Regions from separate parts of the Mus musculus genome. Here all the other regions are linked to region 2. A link is a contact called in public HiCAR-type and promoter capture Hi-C data. All regions are on one chromosome and are shown on one strand. Each heading gives the region's core, a stretch centred on a gene start, on an enhancer-like site or on the middle of the called end of the contact. The rest is flanking DNA. Distances are from core to core; before and after follow the strand shown.

Region 1 (2,700 bases), core at 149-2,648, 2.7 Mb after region 2:
TACTTCAGTCTCCTCGTGGGCACGTGCCTGGGCATCTGTCTTTTTTTTTTTTTTTCCTTCCTGAATGGTGACTGTACCATTTTCTAGTCCCCCTGCCAGAGAGCCGAGGGAGCCCTTCTCTTTGCCTGAGGAGTTGGCTTTCTTGATTTTGATGGTTCAGCATGCCCTGGGGGTAGGTCTAGAGGGTCTCAGTAGGGATGAGCTATCTCTTGGAAGACTGGGGGCTGCTGCCTACCACACCTACAGGGAACCTCTTTCCCACACCTAGGAAATATGAATTTGACCCTGGGGGGGGGGTCACGCTGAGGGCTTGCTCTCTTTGTTGGCCATGGAGATAGATCACAGCATGTCTCTGTGCCTCAGTTTCCTTTTCTGAAAATTGGAAGAAACACCATTTACTTCCACAGATAAAGTATCTTAAGGGTTTCTATTGCTGCCATGAAAACACCATTGATCAAAAAGCAAACTGGGGAGAAAGAGGTTTATTTGGCTTACACTTCCATGTTTCTGTTAATTATTGAAGGAAGTTAAGACAGGAACTGGGCAGGAGCTGATACAGAGGCCATGGAGGACAGCTGCTTACTGGCTTGCTCCTCATGACTTACACAGCCTGCTTTCTTATAGAACCCAGGACCACTAGCCCAGGGATGGCTCCACCAACAACCAGCTGGGCTCTTTCTTCATTGATCACTAATTGAGAAAATGTCCTATAGTTGGATCTCATGGAGGCATTTCCTCAACTGAGGCTCCTTTTTCTCGGATGACTCTAACTTGTGTCAAGTTGACACACAAAACCAGCCAGTACATAAAGCTTCAGGGATTCAGTAGAAATAAAAATTGAAAAAACATGGGGTTGGTGCCCACACCCATCTCAAATCCATTAGGGAGTCTGAGGCTATCCTGTCTCAAAATCAGCCCACGAAGAATAAATCAATTAGACAATAGAAAACGAACAAAACAACTCCTCCCTCCTCTCATTTTTATATTTCCCTTTCTGTCTCTCGCCTTCCTTCTATCTCTTAATTCTTGAAAAAAAAAAAAAAAAAGGCGCCCGCTTATCTCGAGTCAAGGGCAGGTTGGGGCCGGACTTGTGCTGGGGAGTGGCAGGCACAGCACGCCGAGACCCGATTGTGCCACTTTCCCGGGCACCGGGCCGGCACTGGGCGCCCGCAGACCCGCGAGTGGCGGGGAGAACACCTCCAGCCGCTGCCGAGTCCCCGGCTCCCGCCCGCGGGGCATCAACACAAAGGTCCTGCGGCAGCAGCTGTGCCGCGCTCCTCCTCCCCGACCAGTCCAAGGTCCGGGCCGCGCGTCCATTGGCCCGGAGCTCCAAGGGGCGTGGTCTCACACTCCGCCCTGCCCCGCGGCCACGCCCCAAGTCCCCGATCTTTTCTTGCAGTCGAAGAGCAGCAGCTGGAGGAGTAGGACGTGTCGCCAGGTAAGTGGCTGGTCCTGGGACCCTAGGGATGGGCGTGATGGTGCGCGGGATCTCTGGAGCCGCGGGGACGGGGCCGAGGCCTGCTCTGCACTTTGCTTCCCCTCTGTGGGGCCTTCTCGTTCTCCAGCTCCGTGATGGGTGCCCCCCCACCCCCACCTCCGGGACGTGCTCCAGTCGCCCGGGCTAGTTTGGGGAGCGCGGGTTACTCACCGTCCCCAAGGGGAGACGGGTGGGTGTGGCCACAACACCGATACTTGTCTGACTTCGGTTAGTACTTCTCTCTGGGCCACCTGTTTTTTGAGCGTAGGAGGCGCGCCCTCTGCGTTTTCTGGCGGGCTGGAGGTGCTGGAGACTCGCGGCTAGAGGAAGGCGGAGCTGTCCTCGACGGCCGGGCCTCGCCAGCTGCATGCTGGGCGGCGGGACAGTAGCCAGGCCCGGAGAGGGGGAACCGCCCTGACCCCTCGCGGTTGGCTGCCTGTAGGGAGGAGGAGCGGCAGGGCGCGCTCGCTTGGTGTTTGCGCCAGGATGGGGGCCTTAGGGCACAGAGGAAAACTTCACCGGGACTGGCGGTCCTGTTTACAGGCCGGAAATGCAAGGTTGGGTTTTGCTTTTTGTTTAAAAAAACCAGGCTCTGAGCTCACAGTTTTCTGAGGTTGCAGTTTAGGTCTGTGCAGGGTCAGCTGTAGATTCCCACTTCTCCTTCAGGGCCTGGATTCTGAGAGATGGAGGTGCCCCTTTGCAAAATAGGAGACCCCCCCACCCTTCCCCGCCGATTGGAATAGAGGGAGCTGGCTAGCCTAAGTGTCTGGAGAAATAGGGGCTTTTTAAAAACCTTCCCCTCTTGACCATACTGTTACTTCTTGGTGCTTTTAGTATGTTCTCTCTCCAAGCTGAAGCCAGAGGGAGAGAATGAAAAATAATTGGTCATTAAACCAGTAGTGGTGGGTTATGCCTGCAGTCCCAGCACTGGGGAGGTAAAAAGGATTCAGGATTCAGGTTCAATCGTGGCTCCATAATTAGTTCAAGGCCAGCTGCGGTAAATAACTTCCTTCTCCTTCACAGCACTGGGGAGACTAAGACAGAGGAACTGTCCACAGCAAGATCCTTCAAACCACTTAAAAACTCGAATTACAATCTGTGTCCCATGTTCCTGTTCTTTGTCCTATTAGGCTCGAACTTTCCCACAGGGCCTTCTCTAGCGGCTTTGTGACTCTGACTGTTCATTGTGTCCCTAAGTGATCCTTAAGCCTCAGCTCAGCCAT
Region 2 (2,902 bases), core at 63-2,562:
TAGTCCCCTCAATAAGACCACAGTTCCATAAACTTTGCTCTTGAGCAACAAAAAGCATCTAACGTTTTTTTAAAGATGCACAGAAATAATTTAAAAAACAAAAAATTAAGACTGCCCTTTGCTCCTTTGCCCTAGCACCCTCTCCGCTCCATGAAACACCTGAGTGCAAGTCTAGAGACTGGGTGCAGAGACGAAAATCCAGCTGCACAGTAAGAAAAAACAGAAACTACGAGGGTAGGCGGGTCCTCCTAAGGGAATCCAGATCCCTGAGTCCAGCAGGAGAATCAACAGCCAACACAAGCCTTCCCTGAGTCACTCCCATCTCCACGCGCAACACCCAGGAATGACTTAGCACCAAAACATCAAAACATCATCAGGACTCTTCAGAGGGAGGCTTGAAGACACAGACTCCGACAAAGGGACTAAACTTCGGTATCACTGAGCACAAGCCGTCACAAGCACCTGCCTCTCACTTCCAGACTCCCCACCCGCTCCACCTCCCTGCTGGTGGTATTGGCTTGGGCAACGCTTGAGCCCCATTTAGGTTCAGCATTGGGCAAGAAGGAAAGGGCTTCAGGACACAACCGGAGACTTCAAACGATGAGCTAGAGGAAGACATGGAGAGAACTGAAGCATGAACTAACAGCCCAAATACAAAAGGCACAACCGGGAGAGGGACGCTGCGAGGCTAACTGGCCAGCTCTGGGGACACAGGTGCAGGGAAGAGGAGGGAAGAAGACAAAGCTGTCCTAACACTGAGACCTCTGGGGACCCGGAGCTGTCGCTCTGGTTTGCTGTGTGTGACAGGGGTGTCTAGAGATGCTCTTTGCCTTTGGAGAAAGAGGAGTCACTGGGTGGAAGAGACCTGGAACAGAGAATAACTAAAAACCAGGGGCTGGTAACTGGAGCTGAGTCCCAGGAGGGTCACGGGAGAAAGAGGGACTAAGGCAAGTACCAGAGATCTGAGAATCCGGGGTGCGGAAACCTGTCAAAGGGATCGGCTGTCTGGGAGGGAATTGGGAGCAAGCTCTGCTCTAGGAGTTGGCTGTCACTGGTGAGGCAGAGGGACAGGAGCGCCAGCCCCGGGATAGTGGGAGCGGTGCAGGAGACTCCGGGCCAGGGCTCCGAGCCTGCGAGCGACCCCGCGGGGGTCTGCAGCGTGTGAGCACACCGGGCCCGGAGCGTGCGGCTGCAGTGGCGCTACGGGGCGGGTGACAGCAGCGGGGCCGCCACTCACCGCTCATGTTGCTGCTCCCGGGGCCGCCGCCTGCCTTGCCGCCGCCGCCGCGTCTGCAGCCGCCGAGCTCCACACAGGCCGGGAGAACGCGCGCCCCGCCCGCTGGCCCCGCCCCGGAAGCAGTGACTCTCCTAGGGCCCGCCTCCCGACCCGGAACCAAAATACTCGGGCAAATCGACGCCCCAGGGTAGCAGGGAAGAGAACCGGCACCTCACAAAATCAATGCCTCCCAATCCCCGAGCCAAGAAAAAGACATCCATTTAGACTGAAGTTCGGACAAGGATGCGATATACGCGTACCGAGAGCTTGGAGTAGTGTGTTGCATGTCCGTCAAACCAGCACTCGGGGGAAGGCAGGTGGATCAGAAGTTCAAGGTCAACCTTGAACTACTCAATGATTTCGAGGCTAGATGGGGCTGCTTGAGACTGTCTCAAAGAGAAGAGAGAAAAAAAGAGTAATGGGCCTGCAGGGCCTGGTGGTACAGGCTTTAAATCCCAACATTCAAGAGGATAAGTCAGGAGCCTGAGCTGCAAGAATTCAAGAGCTGTGGATGGCCGGCGTGGTAACGCACGCCTTTAATCCCGGATTTCTGAGTTCGAGGCCAGCCTGGTCTACAAAGTGAGTTGCAGGACAGCCAGGGCTATACAGAGAAACCCTGACTCGAAAAAAAAAAAAAAAAAAAAAAAAAGTTTGGTAGAGAGGGCACATGCCTTGCATGCAGGAGGCCCAAGCTTCAACTCTCTGTACAAACAAAAACAAAAGGTGAATTCAAAGCCATTCTGGGTAACTTCTCAAGACTCTCGAAATAAAAAGTAAAACCGGAGTGGTAAAACCGGAGTGGTGGATATAGTTCAGTAGTTGGAGTAGCACGTGCAAGGCCCTGCAGGCAGGAGAGTTTGTACTTTCTTGATGATGGATGTGGGAATAAAAGTGCAAAGCACAGTGATGCAGTCAGAATTTGAAACTTCACTTACAATCCTGGTGTGACCATGCACACCTTTAATACCAACATTCACAGAAGAATCGAATTACTGCCTGAGGCACTTGGGAGAATTTGTGGTGGGTGTGTGTGTGTGTGTGTGTGTGTGTGAGAGAGAGAGAGAGAGAGAGAGAGAGAGAGAGAGAGAACTTTCTAGAATGAGAATGCATTGTAATGGGTCTGAGGAGAATGACAGTGGGTCAGTGGGTTAAGGGAACTACAAGAGTTGTCCAACTGACTCTAGGCAACAGTGAGAGGAAAGGTGGGTAGGTGCTGAGAGAACACAAGAGCTAAATTCACAGCAACTGTGAAATCCAGGGTTTTGCCCTATTTTAAATATGGAGTTGAAAGACTATTTTGCCTGCTGGATATGAGGCTGGAGTCACCCAGCCTGGAGAACTTAGGCTCTTGATCAGAAATAAGAAAATAATGAAGAGCTAGAAACTGTAGTAGCTCAGTGGAAGAACACATGTGTGCCATCCTGGATTTGATTCCAATAAAGAAAGGAAAGGGAGGTGACTAAACCTGCAGGCTGCCCTTTACCAGTGGTCTTAAGTCCTACAGAGGTTTCACATGGCTTCAGCTAAAATCTTCCACCTTCCACCCTGGGAGGACACAAACAGCGCTCTCTCCCCAGATGCTAGCATCTTCACGTGGAGCTCTCCAACTCCACAAATGAGGCAGAC
Region 3 (2,838 bases), core at 130-2,629, 2.5 Mb before region 2:
AAAATTGAACCAAAACTTAGAAGAATGGTTGTGACCAAGGACCTGATTTTCTACTTTCCTCTACGGAGCCTTCACATCATCCCCTAAGGCAAGTGGGCCTGAAGTCCTCACTCCAACTGTTCCCCTGGCCTCTATGTGCAGCCCTCTTTGCCCTCCTCACTGGGGGCCTCCTTGGCCCCACTTCCCTGCTCTTGAAAACCAACTCTCCACTCTGCATCCTTTCTGGGCTGCGTCTCCCTAAATAAACCAAACCCTTGCTTCCGGAGACACCACCCTACATCACCTCGTCTCTGCCTCATGTAATGTGCTGCGTGGCCACTAAAACTACAAGTTTCAGACACAGGAGAGAGGCTCCTAAATCCTTGAAGTGCTGGAACTTTTCTTGTGTTATTTCTGGCTTCATCGACACAGTGTACAGTGCCTAGCCCGATTTGTAGGAGCCAGTATTAGGATCAGGCTGTCTTGAAATTCAAATTAACAGTCAGTCTCCCTGTCCCGTAGTTCTCAGGGGTCATTCTGCCCATTCACTTACCCAACAAATATTCGGTTAGCACAATGCCATCTGCTTTCAGGAAGCATTTGCTCCAGGAAGCAGATCCAGGGGAAGACAAAGCAAGTAAGCAGACAGAACCACAAACTCCACAGAGACGCAGTGCTTCACCTCTCAGAGGGAACGTGGGCATCTTTCCTTCAAGGCTATAACTGATTAGGAAACAGGTCCCGTCCTAGACTGTACTATGTGAGATCCATGGACGGGCTGAGTCCAAATTAGTATGTGGGATACTTGGTCATCACTGCCTTCACTATGAGCCCTCTTTCAGAAGTCCCCACAAGGAAAGAACAAGACTCCATCAGGGAGCAGTCCTCCCGGACCCAGCAACTTCCAAACGAATCCCTTATTTCTAGCTAAAAAATAATCCGCGCCCCTCTACGCCCTGGGGGGCAGGAATGAGCGCGCAAAGAACTGGGACCCCCGCCCACACCTTTCTGCAGCTGGGTAATGCGGGGATCCGCACGAGCGCCCCGACTTGCAGAGCCCGCCGAGTGTCCTCGCGCTGTGTACGCGCTGTGCGACCTTCCGTAAGTCACCTTAACCTCTCTGGGCCTCGTCTCACCAGGTCCCTAGTGAAAGCGCGTCGGCGGCCGGGCTGCGGAGTTCCCATCCGCCCCGAAAGCCCGGGTAGGTCGCTCACCTCCAGAGGCGGGTGCGCCCGGACCAGCTCCACAGCGGACCGTGGCAGACGGACGCGCTGCCCATCCACCAGCAGTGGCATCGTCTAGGCCGCCGCCAGGCCGAGTTAGGTGGCCACCGCCCCGCCCCGCCCCGCTCCGCTTCGCCCCGCCTCGGGGCATGCCACGCCCACCGTGGGCGCCGCGCCCACCGCGGACTCGGCCCGGATGTGTAGTCCAGGCGGACGTGGAGCAGCCCGAAGAGATCGAGGAGACGGAATAGCCCTTGGGCTGCAAGGCATCACGGGAGATGTAGTCCAAACTTTGTCGGCGTCCACTCACTACCCGTGTCCCTCCTGGCTGGTGCCAGCAGCTGTAGTCGCAGAGACTTGAGCATTAAGGACGCGGAAAGGAGAACCTCGAGGGTAGCCTCGCGCTTTGCGTCACCCAGCCCTGACCCCTGCCTCGGCCGAGTTGATTCGCAAAAGTTTATTCAGTCAACGTCCCTTTCAGCTGGCAGACGTAGTGCAGAAGGCGTGGGGAACCCGAGAATTGCGGCCCCAGCTAGCACCGCGGGGGCGTAAGCGCGGAAGAAACAGGGTCCTCACATATACCTGCTTTTGTTATATAACTCCTCCCCCTCACCCCCCACCCCCCAGTTATCCCGGATTGGTTAATGAAGGTGCCTACAGCCTGCAGCTGGGCAGAAGAGAAGTAGGAGGGGCTTGGGGTCTGACGCAGGGACCACAGGGAAGGAGAGCGGGAGTTTCTATTGGTGTACAATTCCACCAGGCTCAGGCCAAGAGCTACCCAGCAACAGCTTGTGTCATTGCCCGCTGCCCGCCAGGTGCAAGGCAAGTGTGACAGCAGCACCAGCATACAGAGGAGTCACTACCCCAGTTCTTTCACTCTCTATTCCCATGTGTTCTCAGGCAGCCTCTCTTCCCTCTCTTTGTCCTCCGCTTCTGCCCCTTTCTATATCCCTATTCATTTCATCTTTATATTTGATCTGTCTCAAGGTGTGATTCCTCAGGGGGATACCTTGACATGGGCCCGCCCACCGCATTATCCCGGAGCTTTATATTTCATAAGTTTCAGATAGGCTAGGAGGATGAACTGGAGCAATGAGGAAAGAGTCTGGAGCAAGATCATGAAAACACACGAAGCCCAAAGAACCTGACGATAAGAATTGGGGTCATGGGTGGGAGGTAGCCAGATTATCTTAAGAGGTTAACAGATCATTTAACTCCTCAGCTATTGAGGAGCTGCTTGGAATAAATCTTGTTTTCTCCGCGTGGTTAATGTTATGGAGACTAGCATGAGATAAAGAAATACAGTCGGGCAGTGGTGGAGTGGTGGCGCATGCCTTTAATCCCAGCACTTGGGAGGGAGAGAGGAGAGAGGAGAGAGAGAGGGGAGAGGGGAGAGGGGAGAGGGGAGAGGGGAGAGGGGAGAGGGAGAGGGAGGGAGAGGGAGAGGGAGAGAGAGAGGGAGGGAGAGAGAGAGAGAGAGAGAGAGAGAGAGAGAGAGAGAGAGAGAGGGAGAGAGAAATCCGGTTGCCAGATAAATCCGGTTTGAGGCCCTTATTTCTGCTGGTTTGGATCCTACCCATCATTATTTAGGCTTTAGTCTCATTCTGTGGTCTGACAAGTTTTTTTAGGTCTCATT
Region 4 (2,845 bases), core at 299-2,798, 2.3 Mb before region 2:
TTCTCAACAAATAAAACAAGCCAGGCATGGTGGCATTTAATCCCCACGGGCAGGTGGATTTCTGTGTATTCTCGGCCAGCCTAGTGTGAATTATTGGACAGTCAGGACTCCATAGAGAAACCCTGTCTCAAAATGCACCCCCCCCAATAAACAAACAAAGAACCAAAACCAAAGTTAAGTCTTCAGAGCGAGGCCAACCTGGGCTCCCAATCTGGTCACCCTTTGTTCTCCTCGAGCTTCATTACTTTCCATTTATCAAGCCATACTAATATTATCGCTAAAGGATTGTGGGATTAGATGTCAAACTTCGACCAGGTAAAAAGTTTGCTGACTGATAATAATAGCATTACTAACTGTCACATTTTACTGAATGCTGTTAACAGTGTGGTTAGCATTTATACTGCCAGAGAGAAAGGGGGAAAAGGGTGTGTGTGTGTGTGTGTGTGTGTGAACAGCCTGGACAGAGTACAGCTTTCCCATCAGGTTTATGGACGATATTCCCTGGCATATACCGTGCACTTTGGTCGGGACACATCCAGGCTGTTTATAAAAGAGCACTGACAAAAGTAAATAAAACTTCATCAGCACGTGCAGTCCGTACCTAAAGGTGAAAGGAAAACTCCTTCGCATTGGCCTCTCCTGGTGTGACGTTGGGGCCACTCCAAGGGCGGGCCAATGGGCTTCCGTGGGGAGGACCCAATGGCTCCCACTTTCTCTTCTCAACCAAAGTTAGGGGTTTGCCCCTTGCCCAGTTAAAGGTCCCCAGTTAGACACAGCGTCTCTCTTCTAAAACACACACACACACACACGCTCTCATCAGCACACGATTTTTGAGTCGTGTGTATGGGAATGAGAAGAGCTAAGTTCTAGGTCAGCCTCGGTGTCACTTTGGAGTCTGATGTTCCGTTATCCTCACTTCCCATTATGAAACCCTCTGCCTTGGGACAGGAAGGTGCCTCGGATTTAGCCGACGTGGCGGGCGCCCATAGCCCGCAAGTAAGTGGAAACAAGACCCATCTCTGTCACCACCCCAGGGTCGAGTGGCTCTGACCCAGACCCCGACGCGGGGGAGGACTAGAGACCTGCAGTGGCGTGGGTCTTCGCCTCGTAAGGGAAGGGGCTACGGTCCGCAGCCCTGCTGGGACGCGTCCAGGCCGGGGTGAGGAGGCCCCAGAGCCTGGACCCACCCCGCCAGCGCAGCTCCGGGAGCGGGTTCAGTCCCCGCCAGCGCAGCTCCGGGAGCGGGTTCAGTTCCGTCTCCCGCGCCGCACTCTCAAGCCAAGCGCCCTGCCGGACCATTACCACCCCACACCGTGCCGAAGCTCACCTCGCCACTAGTCCTGGTACCCACTCTGTCACCGCCACCTGCCAGGACCCCGCGGAAGTAGAGGACAAGGCTTCGCTTCCGGAAATAACCTGGGCCTAGGGGCCGACTACGATCAGCTCCCGCAACCATAGAGGAGAGACCTCTTTATGCTCTCAACCCCGTGCGACCTCCGGCTGCCTAGAGCGGCTGCTCTAGGGGCATGCGGGCGCATGCGCACCAACGCGACCCGCCCCTTCCTTTTCGTCCGAGCCAAGCACAGAAGTCACCGCCCCAGGTCTGGAGGTTCCAGCTGGATTGCGTTCCCGTATTTAGCTAGCTTTATTCAGCCATCAAAGTCTCCCACAGTGCCCGAATGCATCGTAATAGATCTTAACTTCACATTTATGAAGAAAACCACAGAAGCAGTCCTTAAAGTTTTATTTATAGAGTCGGAATTTGGGGTAAAATGGCGTTATCACATTTACTCCGCAGCTACCCACCTTGATCTAGATCTGTTGAGAACTCAATGGTACTATGTTTTCAATCTATGACGTTGTGAGACCATGCTTGGCAGGATGATCTTTGTGAGTTCGAAGCCAGTCTAGTCTACGGAGTGAATTCCAAGACAGTCAAAGCTACATAGTGAAACTTAACCAAAGAAAGAAAAAGTTCCTGTTTCTCAGTTCTGATTTAATAAACTGTTTGCAACCCCATTCACATGTACGTGCCCTCGTTCCTTCCCTTTCATTGTATCTTTATAAAAACGTGTTAATAGCCAACTCGGGTTTTGTTTGTTTGTTTGTTTGTTTGTTTGTTTTCGAGACAGGGTTTCTCTGTATAGCCCTGGCTGTCCTGGAACTCACTTTGTAGACCAGGCTGGCCTCAAACTCAGAAATCCACTTGCCTCTGCCTCCCAAGTGCTGGGATTAAAGGCATGCGCCACCAGACCCGGCAATAGCCAACTCTTTAAACAACTCTTTAAACTCTTATCTCCTATAAGCCAGCAGAGGCTGCTCTCTCAAAACCCGATTTAGGAGGAGACAGTCAGTTAGCCTAGGTGTACCCCCCAAATACAGCTTGCTTTAATTGGACAATCATTGATTTGATCTTTCAAAATTTTAACATCTCTACGTTGTTGGAGATGGGGCTGGGAATGAAGCTCAGTTGGTACACTGCTTGACTAACATACCAAGCTGTGCTGAGTTCGATCCCAGTAGCATATAAACGAACTGGGCTCGGTGGCACACCTGTAATCCCCAAACGAGGCAAGGAGTAGGCAAGAGGATTCGAAGTTGAAGGCTGTCAGGCATGGTAGCGCTTTAACCCCAGAATTCAGGAAGCAGAGGCAGGATCTCTGTGAGTTCGAAGCCAGCCTGGCCTACAAAGTGAGTCCTCTTAAGACTGCCAGGGCACTGTTGTACAGAGAAGCTCTGTCTTGAAAAAGAAAAAAAAGTTTAAGACTATGGAGACTTAGCTATGGAATGAGTTTGAGATCAGCCACCTCTAAAGGAATAAATGAGAGTGTTCTTTTCAAGTTGG

The links. Promoter capture Hi-C pulls out the DNA fragments that hold promoters and counts their contacts. HiCAR-type assays count read pairs that join an accessible place to other places.
Region 1: a contact with region 2 is called in a promoter capture Hi-C map of pre-B cells. The contact joins the promoter of Carhsp1 here to the promoter of Snx29 in region 2. A contact is called at or near these places in 2 of 39 promoter capture datasets (frontonasal cranial neural crest and pre-B cells).
Region 3: a HiCAR-type map of astrocytes shows a contact between it and region 2, with 2.7 times the contacts expected there. The contact joins the promoter of Ntan1 here to the promoter of Snx29 in region 2. A contact is called at or near these places in 2 of 39 promoter capture datasets (embryonic stem cells and liver) and 2 of 115 datasets of contacts at active chromatin or transcription factors (astrocytes and stem cell-derived neural progenitor cells).
Region 4: a contact with region 2 is called in a HiCAR-type map of astrocytes, with 6 times the contacts expected there. The contact joins the promoter of Bfar here to the promoter of Snx29 in region 2. A contact is called at or near these places in 2 of 39 promoter capture datasets (cranial neural crest and hippocampal neurons), 2 of 484 Hi-C or Micro-C datasets (CD8 T cells and embryonic stem cells), 3 of 115 datasets of contacts at active chromatin or transcription factors (astrocytes, embryonic stem cells and thymic regulatory T cells) and 1 of 9 other capture datasets (liver).

Annotation. Positions count from the first base shown.
Region 1 is chr16:8,670,851-8,673,550 of GRCm38.p6, reverse strand. It overlaps Carhsp1 (calcium regulated heat stable protein 1), which reads left to right and starts at 1,398. Exons shown (of 4, transcript NM_025821.2): 1 at 1,398-1,438.
Region 2 is chr16:11,321,314-11,324,215 of GRCm38.p6, reverse strand. Snx29 (sorting nexin 29) reads right to left here and starts at 1,312. Exons shown (of 21, transcript NM_028964.4): 1 at 1,238-1,312. The coding sequence starts at 1,244.
Region 3 is chr16:13,817,792-13,820,629 of GRCm38.p6, reverse strand. Ntan1 (N-terminal Asn amidase) reads right to left here and starts at 1,379. Exons shown (of 10, transcript NM_010946.4): 1 at 1,194-1,379. The coding sequence starts at 1,274.
Region 4 is chr16:13,670,561-13,673,405 of GRCm38.p6, reverse strand. Bfar (bifunctional apoptosis regulator) reads right to left here and starts at 1,548. Exons shown (of 8, transcript NM_025976.5): 1 at 1,328-1,548.